Regions from separate parts of the Mus musculus genome. Here region 2 is linked to region 1. The links are chromatin contacts, called in public Hi-C maps. All regions are on one chromosome and are shown on one strand. Each heading gives the region's core, a stretch centred on a gene start, on an enhancer-like site or on the middle of the called end of the contact. The rest is flanking DNA. Distances are from core to core; before and after follow the strand shown. Region 1 overlaps Slc2a10 (solute carrier family 2 (facilitated glucose transporter), member 10). Region 2 overlaps Eya2 (EYA transcriptional coactivator and phosphatase 2).

Evidence for each region. Hi-C and Micro-C count contacts between places; a contact is called where the count stands out from the background.
Region 2: a Hi-C map of cerebral cortex shows a contact between it and region 1, with 2.3 times the contacts expected there. The contact joins two enhancer-like sites. A contact is called at or near these places in 5 of 39 promoter capture datasets (the 3T3-L1 cell line, cranial neural crest, embryonic stem cells and 2 more), 6 of 15 datasets of contacts at CTCF or cohesin (embryonic stem cells, hippocampal excitatory neurons, large pre-B cells and 2 more), 108 of 484 Hi-C or Micro-C datasets (3T3-L1-derived adipocytes, the AML12 cell line, the AtT-20 cell line and 55 more), 21 of 115 datasets of contacts at active chromatin or transcription factors (the HPC-7 cell line, PVALB interneurons, T-cell acute lymphoblastic leukemia and 11 more) and 5 of 9 other capture datasets (adipose tissue, embryonic stem cells, embryonic tail and 2 more).

What each region holds. Positions count from the first base shown.
Region 1 is chr2:165,511,656-165,517,595 of GRCm38.p6, forward strand. It overlaps Slc2a10 (solute carrier family 2 (facilitated glucose transporter), member 10), which reads left to right. Exons shown (of 5, transcript NM_130451.3): 2 at 2,771-4,042; 3 at 4,578-4,700. Among named protein-coding and RNA genes, the nearest start is that of Slc2a10, 11 kb to the left of the region's middle. Within about 2 kb of position 1,471, at least 48 of the 459 cell types and tissues checked have an H3K27ac peak or open chromatin away from gene starts, as enhancers often do. A contact at or near this core is called in cerebral cortex, cortical glia and stem cell-derived motor neurons, where this site is marked.
Region 2 is chr2:165,747,970-165,753,153 of GRCm38.p6, forward strand. All of the region lies in intron 9 of Eya2 (EYA transcriptional coactivator and phosphatase 2), which reads left to right. Among named protein-coding and RNA genes, the nearest start is that of Gm29993, 19 kb to the left of the region's middle. Within about 2 kb of position 3,397, at least 43 of the 459 cell types and tissues checked have an H3K27ac peak or open chromatin away from gene starts, as enhancers often do. A contact at or near this core is called in cerebral cortex, cortical glia and stem cell-derived motor neurons, where this site is marked.

The sequences.
Region 1 (5,940 bases), core at 221-2,720:
GGCTCATACAGCTCCACCCCCAGGCTCACACAGCTCCACCCTCAGGCTCATACAGCTCCACCCCCAGGCTCATACAGCTCCACCCTCAGGCTCATACAACTCCACCCTCAGGCTCATACAACTCACACAGCTGTTTTCTACAGTCCCTTATCATTCACTCTGGTCTGAAACTGGGGCAAGTGGCATATAAACCTGTAGTCTCAATCACTTGGAAGGCTGAGACCGGGGATCTCTTGAGCCCAGAAGTTCGAGGCTAGCCGGGCAGTGGTAGAGCACAGCTTTAATCCCAGCACTTGAGAGGCAGAAGCAGGAGGATCTCTAAGTTCAAGGCCAGTCTGATCTACAGAGTGACTTCTAGGGCAGCCAGGGCAACACAGAGAAATCCTGTCTAAAAAACAAAACAAAACCCAAAAAAGTCAAAATTAAAAATAAAGCACTGTTGTGCCCCAAGTTTACGGGAACTCAGATGAGCCCAAGAATTGCAAAGTCCACTGCAACTCACAAAGAGTCTTTTATTGTTTCAAGTTCGAACCCGGTTCACCCACCTAGCACTCACTGTGTGAATGCTGGCAAGTAACCCTGAGTCCAGAAAACACTGGGTTTATGTACAATATAGGAATAGTGTGAATATTCACAGAAAAGGGAGTAGAGGGTGGAATAGTACTGAAGCGGGAGGGGGGTTAATGAGTGTCTGCTCAAGGACTAATTTTATGGCCAGTCGTAGCTGTCTGTGACCTGACCTCTGTTTACCTTTCACTTTTTCCATGGTCTCCCTTGAGCTTGTTATTTCTATAAGGTCTCAAGAACAGGCACCTGGAGAGTGATCAGGAGGAGTGTTGGTTTTTGGAGACACAAAGGCGGGGAGAATGTCTCACAGAATGTCCTCATTAAGGGGAAGTTTTATGGGTAGTGCCATTCTAACCCTAGGGGAGGGGAGGGGAGTCCAGGGCTGCCGTGGGAGGACGCAGCGCAGAAACCAGCTGTCTGTGTATCATGTTTGCTGCCGGCTGGAGGGATGATGGGAGCTTCTGGCGAGGTGTGTGTGTGTGGGATACACACACACACACACACACACACACACACACACACAGAGGCAAACTGTCTGTACACAACACTGATGTCTCTCTAGTACCAGTAATTCGGGGGTTACAACCCCACCAACTACCTTCTTGTGTAAGTTATCAGAGGCTTGTGTCCCCTAAAAATGAGATTCCTCGTTGCCCTGGAGATCTGAAGAACTCCTCCTAGCTGGCCCTCGCCAGCCTCTTCAAGTCAAGTTTCCTGTCGCTCACCTTTGCCTGACTCCAGCCTCTCCATCCTTGCAGATCTGCCCAGAGCTCAAAAGCTCTCCCACAACCTTAGCTCCGCCCCCTACTCTGTGACCGTGAGAACACTTTGTAACCAATTTGTTCTCTGTGGATGTTACTGATGATGACAGAGGGCTGCTGTGAGATTCCCTGAAGGAAGGCAGGCACAGCTTCACAACAGTCTGGCCCTTTGTGAATGTCACACATTGACCAGCTGTGTGTATTCCCAGATGCTCTTACACCAAAGGCTTCCTGGCTCGGAGTCTCTGTAACCACTCTTCCCTTTGTATTGTGAGTTCTGCTACATTGTTTCCAGTTTCTCTCTTACTGTGTTCAGGTTCCTTCGCAGATGTCCCCTCCCCAGAGAGGCCTTAGCTGACTCTCGTGTGTAAAGCAGAGTCCTGCAGGGCTCTTCCATTGCCCTGTGCTGATGGCATAAAGTCCTCACCGGAGATCATGTGAACTTTGTCAGTTGTCTGGCCGAGTGCCAGGTCTTGGATAACATCACAGCAGTGCCAGGCTTGGGAGCACAGCCAGCGTGTGGTAGATGCTGGATGGATGACTGTCCACAACAATGTGACAATGAATGGACCATGAAGATAGTGGGAAATGGGTGGGTCTGTGGATAGATGGCTCAAAGAATCAATGGGTAAAGTTGGGCAAATTAAAGGGGAAATGGAGAGATAAATACAGGATAAATGGATGGGTGGATAGAAAAATGTGTATGGTTTGATAAACATAAGGGAAGAAGGAAAAGAGATATGGATCAGTATGTATGTTGGCAGAAGGGGGAGGGAAGAACAGAGAGTTGATTGGAAGGATGAATGGATGCATGGATGAATGGACAGATAGAAGCATATGTGGGTGGATGGATGGAGGAAGAAGGAAGGAGGAAAGGAGGAGGAGTAGGCAGATGGTTGTCTGGATGGGTGGATGGATAGGTAGGTGGGTGGGTGGATAGATGGATGGATAGATGGGTGGGTGGATGGATGGATGGATGGATGGGTGGGTGGGTGGATGAGTGGATGGGTGGGTGGATGGATGGATGGATGGATGGATGGATGGATAAGTGGATAGATGGGTGGATGGATAAGTGGATAGATGGCTATGTTGGTTGATGGGAGGAAGAAAGGAGAGGAAGCAAAGGAAGGATAAGTAGTTGACTGGTAGGAGATATAAATGTATAGGAAGATGAGTGGAAAGAGTAGGGGTTTGTGGAGACAGGCTGAGTGAACAGATGGCTGCTTGGGTAGTTAGACTGAAGGGTGGCAAGATGATTGGATGTATCAATGGATAGAAGGAAGGAAGGAAGGAAGGAAGGAAGGAAGGAAGGAAGGAAGGAAGGAAGGAAGGAAGGGCAGGTGGTTGAACAGTAGACAGCTGGATAGATGGAGGGCTGACAGACAGAAGGAACATGTGGCACACAGACATATGAGCCCTGCCCTGTCATTTTGTTTTCCCAGGCCTTCGCCCAGCTGTCCTCCTGCTCTGTGCCTCTGTGTCTTTGCTGGGGGGCCTGACCTTCGGATATGAGCTGGCCGTCATATCTGGTGCCCTCCTACCACTCCAGCTGAACTTCGGGCTGAGTTGCCTCGAACAGGAGCTCCTGGTGGGCAGTCTGCTCTTGGGTGCTCTCCTCGCCTCCCTTGTCGGGGGCTTCCTCATTGACTGCTATGGCAGGAGACGAGCCATCCTAGGGAGCAATGCGGTGCTGCTGGCTGGCAGCCTGATTCTGGGTCTGGCCAGCTCCCTGCCCTGGCTGCTCCTGGGCCGTTTATCTGTTGGCTTTGCCATCTCTCTGTCTTCCATGGCTTGCTGTATCTACGTGTCAGAATTGGTGGGGCCGCGGCAGAGGGGTGTGCTGGTGTCCCTCTACGAGGTGGGCATCACTGTGGGCATTCTGTTCTCTTACGGCCTCAACTACGTCCTGGCTGGCAGCCCTTGGGGCTGGAGGCACATGTTTGGCTGGGCAGCTGCACCTGCTCTCCTACAGTCACTCAGCCTCTTTCTTCTCCCTGCTGGTGCAGAGGGCACAGCAGCCCCCAAAGACCTTATCCCACTCCAGGGAAGGGAGACAAGCAAACCGGGCCTGGTGAAGCCACAGTACAGCTTTCTGGACCTCTTCAGGGCCCAGGACGGCATGTGGAGCCGGACTGTAGTGGGGCTGGGGCTGGTGCTGTTTCAGCAGCTCACAGGACAGCCCAATGTGCTGTATTACGCCTCTACCATCTTTCGCTCCGTTGGCTTCCACGGGGGCTCCTCAGCTGTGCTGGCTTCTGTGGGGCTTGGCACGGTGAAGGTGGCTGCCACCTTGGTCGCCACGGGGCTGGTGGACCGTGCAGGCCGCAGAGTCCTCCTGCTCTTTGGATGCGCTCTCATGGCCTTATCGGTCAGCGGCATAGGCCTGGTCAGCTTTGCTGTGTCCCTGGACTCTGGACCCAGCTGCCTGGCCACATCCAATGCCAGCCAGCAGGTGGATCTGCCTGGAAGCTCGGGTTTGCTTGTGCGTTCATCTCTGCCGCCAGTGCTACACACCAATGGGGACCAAGGACAGCTGGTCCTGTCAGTCACTGAGAGACCCATCCATCCAGTCATCACAGCATCCCTGGGACCAGTTCTGAACACTGCCTCCCCAGTTCCCACCAGTCCCATCCTTGAGCATACCCTGCTGTGCTGGTCTGCGCTGGTTTGCATGATGGTCTACGTGAGCGCCTTCTCGGTTGGCTTTGGACCAGGTAGGAGGGCTTATCGGGTAGGGGAATCTAGAGCCTTCTGTCCCTTTCAGTGGGCCTTCTTAGTCTAGGGACACTCGAGCTTTAGTGATGGGCAGCGGAGGCTCCAGGGTTCCTTGCTTATATCAAGGGGCTCCCCCATAAGTTTAAATCCAACCACATCTGCAAGTTTTTAAGCCAACCCTCCCCTGTCCCCGTTGTGGGCACCAACATTTAAACTCCAGGTCTCTTCAAACCTTAGACCTATCCCTGAGTGGTTCCATTAGAAGGGCTGGCTTGAAGAGAATGTAACGAGTCAGATAAAAACCAGTCATACCAGTTTGCCTGGGGGGGGGGGGCCCCTTCTGCTTGGCATCGAATGTCTTGTGTCCCAGGAACCTGAGACTGCCGCTATTCATGGAGTTCCTCCAGGGGCACAGAAGTTGTGCATCTGAGAGAATCTGGGGCCAAGAGCATGACACAGGTCTCAGTTAACGAGGGTGGGAGGTGGCCTGTCCAGTTCATGGGTGCCCAGAATCTCTCTTGCTCTCGCCTCCAGTAACCTGGTTGGTCCTCAGTGAGATCTACCCAGCGGAGATCCGAGGGAGAGCCTTCGCCTTCTGCAGCAGCTTCAACTGGGCAGCTAACCTCTTTATCAGCCTCTCCTTCCTCGACCTGATCGGTGAGCACTATGACCACACCCACCCAGGCCGTGTCCAGCTGGATCCGGGGACAGTTCTCTCCAGAGCTAAAGCTCCCAAATTCACTAGGTCACAGCGGCGTGAAACCGGATGCTGCCCGCTTGTGAATCGGAAAGGACTGCTTTATCTTAGGTCACCTAAATGAGCGGGGTGGGTGGCTTCAAACAAAGCCACTGGGCTTTCCACTCCAGGGTCTGTTCTTCATTCTCTCTCAGGCCTGCTATCCCCCAAGGATGGCCAGCACGCCTCTGGGGCATCTCTCTCATTAGGTATAGCCCAAGCCCTGCTCCCATTGGCTCAACAAGATCACCTGCCCCTCCTAGAGCTAATGGCCTGCTCTTCTGATGCCCAGGGCTCCTTCACCCTAGTAGTTCTTAGGACTGGGTTACTTGTCTACTTCCAGTTGTCAAGTGTTTACAAGTCTAGCTCATGAGACTGTGAGGACATTTTAGAGACGCCACCCATGTGATGGTCTCCCAGCCTTTCTTCTCCCTGTTGCCTCTGTCTCCAGACGTTGCTATGTGGGATGGATGAAGAAGACAAAAAGGGGAAGGAGGGGAAAGAGGGGAGGACCCATTGAGAGCCCTGCCTTATCTTCAGCCCTGTGTCATAGATGGGGAAATGTAATCCAGGTGTCAGGGGACTGGAGCCTGGCCCTACAGACTCAGCCTAGGGAAGATTCCACTGCTTGGGGAGGCTGACGGAAAGGGTAATCATGGCTGCCAGAGAGAAAGGTGCCCTCACAGAGCCTGGCTTCTGCCTCTACAGACTTTAGAGGTCCCTCGCGGAGGTCATCTCTGATAACGGTCCTTAGCCCTGGTAGAATTCTAGGTTGGAGCAGTGGCTTCTCTCTTTCTGTTCTGGCTCAGGTCTAGCCTAGACCAACTGTAGTTCCATTTTCCAAGTGACCGTTTGTGGCCGTCTCCAGCAGAAGCCCAGGAGCTGCCTCCCATGGTCCCTGCAGTTAGACGTACCTCCACTTGGAGGTTCTGACTCGTAGGAACCTTTCCCTCCATACAAGTTGTCCTCATTGTGTTGGTGGCCCCGGGCTCAGGGACAGCCACTTACATTCTGGCTTTCAGGTCTTTACCTGAGGGCTTGTTAGCCCTCTGCAAACTGGCCATCCCTGGCCCTTGCATGGGTGAACTGCTGGCTCTACACCCAGGAGCTGCTTGGGGTGGCCTGGGCCTCAAGACCAGGTTACTCAGCTCCTGACCCACA
Region 2 (5,184 bases), core at 2,147-4,646, 240 kb after region 1:
TCCCGGGTGTGGTGATGGATGGGTGGTATGTGTGTGCACCACCACGCCTAGGTGCCTCCAGAGGCCAGAGCCACAGGTGATTGTCAGCTACCTGATGTGGGTGCTGGGAACCAAACCTCTGGCAGAGCTACAAGCTCTCCACCGGTGAGCCATCACCCTGGCCCAGGGAACCAACTGCTGCCCAGATGGTTCCAAGCCACGCCCATCTCTCTGGCTCAGGAACCAACTGCTGCCCACATGGTTCCAAGCCACGCCCCTTACCTTCTCTCCTGATTATTGCACATCAGATTGATTTCGTTTTAGGAAAGACTTTCACTTTTTATAGTTTTACGGTCTCTCTTCCACCCAAGAAATAAAACCACACATCCCAAGATAGCGTAGCAACCACAAGGCTGATGTCTGAACAGCCCATAGGATGAAACGGCCTCCTGGAACTAGAAGAATTTCATCACAAAGGCATTAGAATTGGGTCCCCGTGCTTCGTGGGGATCCAGAGTACTGTCTCTGCCCCAAGGGCAACCATCCCTTTCTAGCCCCCTAACCCAAGGCATGCACAGGCCACCACGATGCCATCAAAGTTAATTCCAGAAACCCGCAGAACATTAGGGCTTGCTGGAAAAATCTGCCGAGTCTGGGCCTGGTTTATAGCTTCTCAGGGAGACAGCCACCCGCAAACATCCTAGGCCAACAAGAATGGCATTCCATCCTCCCCGCCTTGCCCCAACAGAGCCTTTCCAGGGGCGTGTTCCACACGGAGCCCTTCTCCAGTCTCTCGGTTCTGGCTTTAATTGATCTTTGTTTTTCAAGTCATCCTCATAGACGGTGCTTGTTTAGCAAGTTAACCACTGACCCTGCTTTAATCCGAAGAGCATGCAATGGTTAGGGAAGTGCCTTTCAAGTGCCTGGCATCTCTGGCTGCACAGTGGGACATCAGCTGCTCTTGCTGCGTCTTTGATGAGGGCGCGAGTCCTCCACAGGAGTCCACGGGATGTGAACCTTACTGGGACTTCGGGCCAGGTGTATTTAACCCTCCGTGCACCGTTGGCTGATACAGGCTTCCTGTGGATCGGAAAGCGTAGTGAGGAAGCTGCCATGCTTTTGGCTGTATTTGACCGGGTCACACTGTCGATTGCAATTGCGATTGCACCACTAAAGCCAGCAGAGCAGGCTGGGTGTTCTGGGTGCATCCAGCAGGCAGCTGGAAGTGCTTGGGAAACTTCTCTCCAAGTCTCACACCTGAATTGTTTTTCTTTGAACTGATCTGTCCTTTAAAACAATAGTAAGTATATGCAAGTATGTCTGTGGCAGGGTATGTACATATATTCAAATATACGTGTATATGCATATGTGTGTATGTATGTATATATACATATACATGGTTTGTGTGTGGATGCACATATGTGTGCAGCTGGCCAACAAGCTCTGGGAACCCTCCTGTCTCTGGCCCGCTTCAAGCACTGGGGTTACAGGCAAGCCACCATGCCTGGCCTTTTCATGGGTACTGGGGACCCAGACTCAGGTCCTTGTGCCTACATGGTAGGAACTTTCCTGACTGAGCCATGTCCTCTGCCCCTGTGACAATCAGACTTCTTTCTGCTGAGATGTGGGTTTTCCGTTGTGCTCTCTCCATCTCCCTCAGCTGCGTGGCTCAGTTAGACTGCAGAAGATCGCAAAAGTTCCCATCTTTTGCACCTCACCATCGGTTCTGCATGGGTCATCCATCTCTCAGTAGTTCCCTTGCTCAAGAGTTTATTGGTGCCTTTTGTCCTTGTTCTGACCAAATACCAGATAAAAGGCACCTCAGGGAAGGAAGGGGCCGCTTTGACTCACAGTTTGGGGGACACAGTCTGTGGTGTGTGAGAAAGCACGGGAGCAGGAGATCACATGGTATCCTCAGTCAGGATGCAAATAGCAAATAGCGTCTCTCAGATGTGAAGACCCACCCCATACAGGTTCTACAACCTTCCAAAACAGCACCACCAAGGCATACCAAATGTTCAAACACTTGAATCTGTGGGGGCTTTTCACATTTGTCTTAGTCAGGGTTTCTATTCCTGCACAAACATCATGACCAAGAAGCAAGTTGGGGAGGAAAGGGTTTATTCAGCTTACACTTCCATGCTGCTGTTCATCACTGAAGGAAGTCAGGACTCAAGCAGGCCAGAAAGCAGGAGCTGATGCAGAGGCCATGGAGGGATGTTCTTTACTGGCTCGCTTCCCCTGGCTTGCTCAGCCTGCTCTCTTATAGAACCAAGACTACCAGCCCAGAGATGGTCCCACCCACAAGGGGCCTTTCCCCCTTGATCACTAATTGAGAAAATGCCTTACAGTTGGATCTCCTGGAGGCATTTCCTCAACTGAAGCTCCTTTCTCTGTGATAACTCCAGCTGTGTCAAGTTGACACAAAACTAGCCAGTACAACATTCAAACACAATAATGAGTATGGACCACCCCCACCCCACACCCCCCACACCCATTAAAAAAACAAAGTGATATTTCAGAATACATTGCTAATTATTCTTAATTGGTTTAACCCAAGAAAAGCCTGCATATACTTTTAAATTTGGGACATTATATCCAGATAAGTATTTGAGAAACAGCAACCCACACGAGCCACCACCTTTGCTTTCTGCCAGGAGGCAACAATTTTCAACTTTCGTGGACTATTTAGATGCTTATCTCCACGTTTCTCCTTTATGCCCTCTCCGTGATCTCTGATTTCGAACAATGCAAAATTAAAAACTTTAGTTCTCAAGGCTGGGGCCATAGCCCAATGGTGGAACACTCACTCGCCTAGCATGTGCAAAGGCCCTGGGTTCCCTCCCAGCACCAAAAGAATAACTACATCACAAAAGGCCTTTAATCCTAGCACTTGGGAGGTGGAAGAAGAGAGCCAGGGGTCCAAGACTAGCATTGACTATGTGGTAGGTTTGAGGCCAGCCTGGGCTACATGAGGCCCTGTCAAAAACAAAAACAAAGAAGGTCCTGTCTCTCACCCTCATTGTAGTGAAAGGCCCAGACCTCCCCCTCATGTCCTGCCTCTATCAGCCAGTCACGAACGACCTCAGCTCTATTCATATCTATGATTTGGTCTCTCAGAGCTGCGTAAATACTTTCCACAGAGAAGCAGATGTTACACACAGTGATTGTTGTGTGCTGAGTCAGTCCCTTTGGGCAGGATGGCTGCTCTCCCCTGTTCCCCTGCGTGACAGCCACACTCTCAGTCAGGTGCACGGCAGGCAGGCACGCCTTTCCTAAGGGCTGTGCAGAGGCACAAAGGGGAGGCACACAGCCTTCCCTGGGTCACACTGACACCCGCCAGGCTCCAGGAGGTTTGTCCCCGTCGTCCCCCCCCCCCCCATTGCCTTCTGCAGTTACAGAGTCTCTGTCTGCCACCTCCTGGCCAGAACCCTGAATGGGAGGCTCTGAAACCCTGAGGAGGTGTCCTGGCCTGTTTCTCCACAGCTGTGTGTGAAGCCAAGGTCAGCTTTTCCTTTTAGTTGTCTTGTTTCATTTTTGTTTTATTTTGTTTTATTTTTAAGGTCAAAAGAGTTTTGTGATTGGAATTATTTACTAATTATTTAATAATTAATAAATAATTATTATTTTAGAGCAAGAATACCTCTGTGTGTGTGTGTGTGTGTGTGTATGTACATGTGTGTGCATGTATATGTGTGTGCTGGTGCCCATGGTCATGGGTGCATATGTGCACATGGAGGCCCGTGGACAATCTGAGCTGTTATTACAAAGCACTGTTCACCTCAGTTTGAGACGGGTCTCACTCACTGGCCTGGAGCTCACCAGTTTGGCCAGTCTGGCCAGCAGGGACCCACCTATCTCTGCCTCCCAGCACTGAGCTTGTAAGTCCGCACACCGCATGGAGCATTGTATGTACATTCAGGCTCTGGGAGTCAAACTCGGTTCCTCGGGCTTGCACGGCAAACCCCTTACTGCCTGAGCCCCCTGAGCAGGAGGTGGCAGACAGAGACTCGGCTCTCTTAAGCTCTGTTTGTTCTAGCCTGGTCTCTGTTGATGTGGTCATCACAGCGACCAAAGGCAACTTAGAGATGGGAAGGGTTGGTTTGGTTTATACTCCAGGTCACCGTCCCTCACTGAAGGAAGTCAGGGCAGAAACCTTGAGGCAGGACCAATGAAGGAACACTGCTCTCTGGTTTGCTGGCACATACTTAACAAGCTTTCTTTCATAGCCTGGGCCCACTTCCTAATGATGGTACTCTCACAGTGCACAGGGCCCTTCTGTACCAATCGCCAATCAAGACAGTCTCAGACATGGCTAGAGGCCAGCCCAACGGAGGCAATTACTCAACGGAGGTGCCCTCTCTCCAGAGGACTCTAAGTTGTGTCTAGTTGACAGTAAAAACTGACCAGCACACCCACCAACCCACTGTCATCTGCAAGTGTGCACCTCATTATCTTTATCCTGGAGCCCAGGCTTAGGCAGGGTTCTGTGAAGAGATCTGTGTTGTGGAGAGTGTGAGAGACAGCAGGGCCCTTAAAGCTCCCATCCAGACTTGAAATATCACTTGTACCACATACAACACCTGAGTCCTCAGGGCCCAGCGGATCCATTTTCTAAAGGCTTTTGGACTCGCAGTCTCTATGCAGGGGTAACTCGTCTCTGTCTTTACCAGCTAGAAACACTTAGCTTTTAGCTAGCTGTACCCCAAGCCCCTGGGAAAACAACTTTAAAAAGGAAAGATTAACTCTGCTCATGTGTTCCAGAGGGTTCTGCCCATGGTTGCTTGGTCCTGCGCCCTCAGACAGAATATCGTGGCGGCAAGGGTGTGAGGTGGAGGCTGTTCACCATGTGGTGGTGGGGGATAAAGCAGAGAGGGGGGAGGGAAAGAGGGAGAAAGGGAAGGAGGACAAGGACATGTCCAAGACCGGATACAACAGTTAAAGGCCAACCCACATTGGCCTACTTCCTCTAGCTAGGCCCCACCCACTGAGGTTTCCAGAAACTCTCAAAATAACCAGATAGGGACCAAACTATCACTACCTGAGCTTGTGAGGACAGTTCAGAACCAAATCAAACACTGAACCACACACACACACACACACACACACACACACACACACACAAGCTAAGCAACAGGGGTGGGGGGTGGCACACTCCTTTAAGCCCAGCATTTGCAGGAAGCAGAGGCAAATGATCTCTGAGTT